Linked DNA regions of Dromaius novaehollandiae: region 1 is linked to region 2. Evidence: chromatin contacts called from public Hi-C data. All regions are on one chromosome and are shown on one strand. Each heading gives the region's core, a stretch centred on a gene start, on an enhancer-like site or on the middle of the called end of the contact. The rest is flanking DNA. Distances are from core to core; before and after follow the strand shown.

Region 1 (3,219 bases), core at 154-2,653, 410 kb after region 2:
AATCCTCTGACTATCTCAGGTGAATGTCTGGGTATGATCCGCTCAACAACGTGGCTTCTCAGTTACCGAAGAAGTAAATAGGAAAGCAACTTGCAACACTGAAGACTGTGTCAGCACTTCCACAACAAAAGTCCCATTTTCTGGGGTTTGTAACCGAGCAGTTAGCTCACTTGGGTCAGAAACTAATGTGAGGGGTGCTTTTGGCTAGGTGTTGCATTTTAATTCTCACTGCTTTAGAAGAAGGAAGAGCTTTTTGTTCGATTCTTAAAAGTGTAGAAGGCTTTTTTTAAAGAAAATCAACATGGTACTAACTCCCTTGTTACTTAGAAGTCGCTTAATATTTCACAGTTTCAGTAAAAAGTGTTTTCCCTTGAAATATTACCTCAAGACCTTTGCATATTTAAAAAGAAATAACCAAACTTCCACAATTCAAGTATTTATTTTTCTTCCCCAATAAGGACTTTCACAAATTGTTTAATATATGTGTCTTCTTACATTTTCTGAATTTATTCATATGTAGCACACTTCCACATGATGTGCATGACCAACAGAAAATATTCTTTTGGAAATTAATAGTTTCTTAATAAATAAATAAATAAATAAGACTTATGCAGAAGCTGAACCGACTGCCGAAAAGCTGCACCATTTAAACTGGTGACACTTCTCTCATTCAATTTTTCATTTATTTTTACAGACTTAAAATAACAGGATGGAAAAAGAATATGAGGAAAAAAACACACAGAAAACTTTAATGATACACACACCACAGAAACTCACATTAAGTTGTTGATAACCTGATGGGATCCTGCTTAACTTGCAAGCAGAGAAATCTTACCAAAAATCCTATTAGCTATCTTAAAACTACAACATCATTGGCAGTGGAAGTAGGATGTGTGCTTTAGTGTTGAATATTATGCTTTCAGCAGTATATGTAAGCCCTACCTCTCATATATTTAAAAAAAAAGTCCTCTGGAGTTATTGTAAACATCCTACATGTTTTGATGTTGTGTATGTTCTTATGAGAGCATAAATACTTCAAGGAAAAAAATCCCCAACCAAACCAAAAAAGTCCTATGTGGATATATCTGACATATGTGTTGCTCTTTTGGTAGGTTATTTTACATTCCTGATGGCTATAGTGTGTTCTTTTTTTGAAAAAAAAAAAAGAAAAAAAAGAAAAAAAAAAGTCCAGTTTCAATTACTGTGTGAAGTACAAGCCATGAGGTGTGCAATTTTGTGCAAACTGCTGGTAATTTTGTTCTTGCTAAGATTTATTACGAAGACAGCAAGTCGTGCTGGTGGTTGCTATGGAGATTTTCAGCAGGAACGAGCACTAACTGGCTGCCTTACTGGGCAGTCTGTAATCATCACTCTTAATTGAGAACGCGGACAGGCATGCTTTGCTCTCACACACATACAAATGTGGCCAATATTTTTATAAAATAGTTCTGTTGGTTGGTGTAGCTGAGGCTGTGCAGAGCAGCCGCCTCTGCCTGGTAAACAGCTGGCAGCAGCTGGCTTCATCCAAGCATCTTTGAGTCTCTGCACAGCACACAGCATGTTTCTGTAGGTTTAAAGGCAGTTTTGGAAGCCCACTATGAAATGCAGAGTAGACGTTGTCAGGAACGAGGAACTGCCTCGGCCAGCTGCAGTAAGGAGAGGACTCCTTTGGTGTCATCGTTCTCCGGTGCGCAGGACGAGCGAGGGACAGACCGGGGCCCGTGCACGCTCTCTTTTCTGAGGCAGCCTCAATTCAGAGGTCAGAGGATGCTCCCAAAGTGTGCCAAGTTCCTGTTTTCGACCAAATTTCTAGGTTGTACTGGAATCACTCTATGCAACACACGTTCATGTTTGAATGCATTTTTTTTCTTTTTTTCTCATTTTATGAATGAAGTCAGGAAAAACTCTCTTGTGACATTTTTTAAAAAATATTCAAACAAGGACTATTAGTATTTTTTAATTTTTTGTATATATCTCAGTATATTTTTTTCACTTTTTTTCTTTTCTTTTTTTTTTTTTTTTGTTTCTTTTATCTGGCCAAAAGTGCTTAGATGTGGCAACAGCTTTTATCATTTCTGAATGATTATTAATGAGTTCACACATTTCTACAATTGCTTTGAAGATGAATATAGTAGGGAGGCAATATCAGAGGTGTTTTAACTTTTTTTATTTATAAATCTGCTGAGTCAACAGAGATTGAAGCTGCTTCTTTGTTCAAGGCCTTGTATAGTGGAAACAAGCTGAAAAATGAGCAAAAGCACAGTGTGTGTGTTTACAAATGACAGGGATTTCTAATATTATCATTATTATTATGCATAAGATGAGCAGCAAACAGCCACTTTTTTATTTTCCAGGTTAAAAATAGACATGAGAGTTTCTATGATGAATGTTGAGCTATTTCTTTATCATTACACTTTAAAGGGATAGTATCCAGGGGCAATGAGTGCTGCTTCTTTATTATTACCCACATTTTTACATTACATGGATCTCATGTGGAAAAAACCAGAAACCCAATCCAAACCAGCTCAAGTCAATAGCAACCATTCTGTTGACTTAAACTGGCTTTAAATCAAGACCTAGAAAATCTTTGAGTTACTTTTCTTGATGCTGGATGTTCGCATGGTTAGGCTGTGGGACTTGGTAGCTGGTAACCAGCTGATATTGATTCTTACTTGGATGATGATGAAAAAAAAAGAAGACATCTATTATATTGTAAGCTAGTGTGTGCCCAATAGAGATTATTTAATTAGCATTTAGTTTCATGGAGATATCATAAAGATGTTAATAGTATTTTTTTAACTTATTATTTGAATCATAACTGACACTATTTTTAACTACTTTATTTTCATTGCTACAATGCTGAATGTCCCAGATTCCATTATTTGAGTATATATCTAGATGTGTACATACCTATGTGAATAACAGAGCAAAATTTGCATTTGTGTGAGTGTTACTTAAAAAGGTAATGAAACAGAGAGGAAATTTAGTGTAAGTATCCACCTACATTATATTTAAAACCTAGTCCTCCTTGCCTTGTGAATTTTTGGTACACCAGGCATGGAGGATCTGTCACTCTTTATGAATACATGTTGCCTTTAGAAGGAAAATGGAAGGAATAAGCAAATCCGGATACTCTCTCTTTAAATCATAAGAAGCATTTTGATGTTTTCTGTATGTTATGTTTTATTATTTTAAAAAATATTAATAAGTAAATATACT
Region 2 (3,090 bases), core at 311-2,810:
TCTAACTTTTCAGAATAATAAAGTTAGATTTCTATATTTTCCTCCGAAGTATTCATAGTATCCTTCAGATTCATGTTGTTGAAATGGAATGAGAATATAATAAAAGCTAAAAAGATTTTTCCACTATCCAGAACAAGGCAGGTCCCTATACAATGTAATTTGGTACATTTTTCATATTTGCTAATGAATTACAGATAACTGTTCTGGAGGCATGGCTATCTGTAGTTTTGCATCCAACCTGTTGCAGTTTTATTCCTGTTGTTTTCCTCACCTATTAATCAGCTGTGTTAGAATTAAGATAAATACCTCCTGCTTCTCCGCATCTACAAGACCTACTGCTGCTCTAGACGGCAAATAGATGGGTATGATAGGACTTTGTTTCTTGCCTGACTCATATTGCTTGCTATTCCTCTTTTGATTAACTCCCAAGTGATTATAAATACTTTGATTATCACTCTCCAGTGTTTTTTTCTGATAGGCAAATAACATAAAACACCTACAGTCATAATTAAAGCAGGTAAATAAATGGTTTGATTTGCAGAGGACTTACTGAATATAGTTTGACTTCAGAGGTATTCAAAGCTGCTCAAGATGTATAACTTTCAGCCACCTTAAATTTCCTAAATAGGTCAAACTTGAGTGTCAGAAAGGTTTTCCTCAGAGAGCCATTAGTGTCAAAATCAAACAGCGGGTTTGAACTTGAATTTATTTATATCAGGAATTCAGCAATACCTTATTGAAGTAAATGGAGTAAAACATGTATGAAATGGGGTCTGTGCTTTCATTGTCAGGCTCTACAAAATTGCCTTAAACCTGGTACAGCTGCAAGCACACTCTTAGTGCAATTAAACTGTAAAATAACATAAGAAAGATTTGTTTTTTAAAAAAAATCATTTACTGGTGACTTTTTTAACCTTTTCATAGACTTTTTTCATGTCGATCAACTCATTTCAATTTTAGTAACTACATACCCTTCACATGTACAGATAATTGCATTTTCCTTGTTTTAGGGAGGGAAAGAGAAATTGGGGTGTGTGTGGGGGGGAGCTGAATGTAAAAAGTTGCTCTGTCAGTAACTCTGATAATCACTTCTTCTAGAAGGCTGATGTTATTTATAGCTTCTGAAAATTCAACTGAAAAATTAACTTCCCTCTTAAATCGTGTTAGTTTTTCATAATGACGAGATTGCTCTTTCTGTGCTTTAGATATGCTAAGCACAAACAATGCATCCAGCTTTGCCTCTAAGCCCTTATTGTCAAAACAGCACAGTCTGGAAACTAACAATTAGGTGAACACGTCTTACTATAGCAATTCCTTCAGGCAACTATTGTCTGCCTCCAACTTTCATCCTCTTTGAAAAATGATGTATCATCAGCTTGGCAAAGCTATTCAGATGTTATGTTCCCCAAAATGAATGTGGTATTTGCATTCTTTTAGCTCGTTGCTCACCCGTGTTTTTTGTTTGTTTTATTGTATTTCTGATCCTTCTATCCCCCCTTCCTCACCACAGGCCTTAATGAACGCATTCACATCACCCTTCCCATAAACAAAGAAGTGTGTGTGAACATTCTTAGAACACAAATTGTTCAAAGGTGCTTAAATTCCTGCCAGATGCTTGAGTGACTCATTACCAAATGGTGAAATGTCTGAGAGCTTAACAAGATATTCATTCTTGCTGCTGGAAATGTGTTTTCACTAAGGCCTTTTTCTGTTAGGAGTCATCCTTGATCACAGTTCCTCGGTATGCAGAATCAACAATAGCTGAGCAGGCAGCTTACAGATCAGAGCAATTTACTTCTACTATCTGCATCAATACTATGATTTTTTTTAACAGCTGATTACTTAGGGAAAATTAAAGAAGATGCCTTTACGAAAAACTATCTTAAGAAAAAAGCCTTAATATGTCCTATTAGCTGTAAAGGCAATGTGGCTGCTAAGACTATGAAAAATCTGTGTTTTGTTTCCTACAGCTTGATCACAAATAAAATTAGATATCATTTGGAAAGTGGAATATATGTGAAAGCTGTAAATCCGTCAAAACAGATTTAGGGGTCATTCAGTCTGATCTGCTTTGTTTTTCAGGTGTGGTCAATGCTTCAGCCTGATACCTGTTGCCTCTTTTCTTTTGACTCCTTTTGACTACTTTAGCCCTCTTCCCACAAGAGCATCACTTATTTCATCCACATTAATTCAGTGAATGGAAGAAATATATATTTTAAAATTAATGACCATTCACTTCCCAGTCTCAGTTTCTTTACCCTCTGAGATATGAAACTCATATTCTAAATGGAGTCATGTGCCCAGATATCACATTGAATATCACACTGAAAATTCCTTCCATGGTCCAAAGTACTGATGGTAACACCAAAGTTATCAGTGATACCATACATTTTACATTTTAAAAGAGTATTCAGACTTTATAATTATAGTTTGTTCATTTAACTGTAGATAATATTTTCAGTTCCTAGAGCTGAAAGAAGAAAGTGGAGCAGGTGGACACCTGTTTCTAAGCAGTATCTCCTTCTGGTTGTTGGACATTATCACAGTGTCATATTGTTTAGAATAAAAATGCTATAAGGAACTTTACAGCAAACAGAATAAATGTTTTCCATTTATTGATTTTTTTTCTTTTTAAATTTAATGAAAGTGTAATGCTCTGTATTAAGAGCTTGATCCAAAAGTCATTAAAATAGATGGAAACATACCCATTGATTTAATAAGTCTTTGGAGCAGGCATTTCAGTAGCTTTTAATGCTTATCTCCTTGGCTTGATAAGTATTATCTTCATTATACAGATGATGCTGACAAGTCATGGAAAGGTTAAATGTTGTTTCCAAGGCCACAAAATGAGGCATTTGCAAAACCAAAACTAAAATATTACCATCTTTCTGTCTGTACTTCATACTTAAGGCAATATTTTACTCTTTTTTTTTAATTTAGTCTCAGCAAATTATTTGTTTAGAAAAAAAGGCAATGCATTTTAAAATATTTCTTCCTCTTGATAGCAGCACAAAATAGTATTTAAACACTATTTTCTTATAAAACTTAGAGTCTGGATTATGCTGAGAGGAAGACTAGTCAAAGATTATT

What was found. Hi-C and Micro-C count contacts between places; a contact is called where the count stands out from the background.
Region 1: a contact with region 2 is called in a Hi-C map of liver, with 13 times the contacts expected there. The contact joins two enhancer-like sites. A contact is called at or near these places in 2 of 4 Hi-C or Micro-C datasets (brain and liver).

What each region holds. Positions count from the first base shown.
Region 1 is chr1:7,183,943-7,187,161 of bDroNov1.hap1, forward strand. PCLO (piccolo presynaptic cytomatrix protein) reads left to right here. Exons shown (of 26, transcript XM_064504922.1): 26 at 1-3,219. Among named protein-coding and RNA genes, the nearest start is that of CACNA2D1, 170 kb to the right of the region's middle. Within about 2 kb of position 1,404, at least 1 of the 2 cell types and tissues checked has open chromatin away from gene starts, as enhancers often do.
Region 2 is chr1:6,777,316-6,780,405 of bDroNov1.hap1, forward strand. No RefSeq gene overlaps it. Among named protein-coding and RNA genes, the nearest start is that of PCLO, 40 kb to the right of the region's middle. Within about 2 kb of position 1,561, at least 1 of the 2 cell types and tissues checked has open chromatin away from gene starts, as enhancers often do.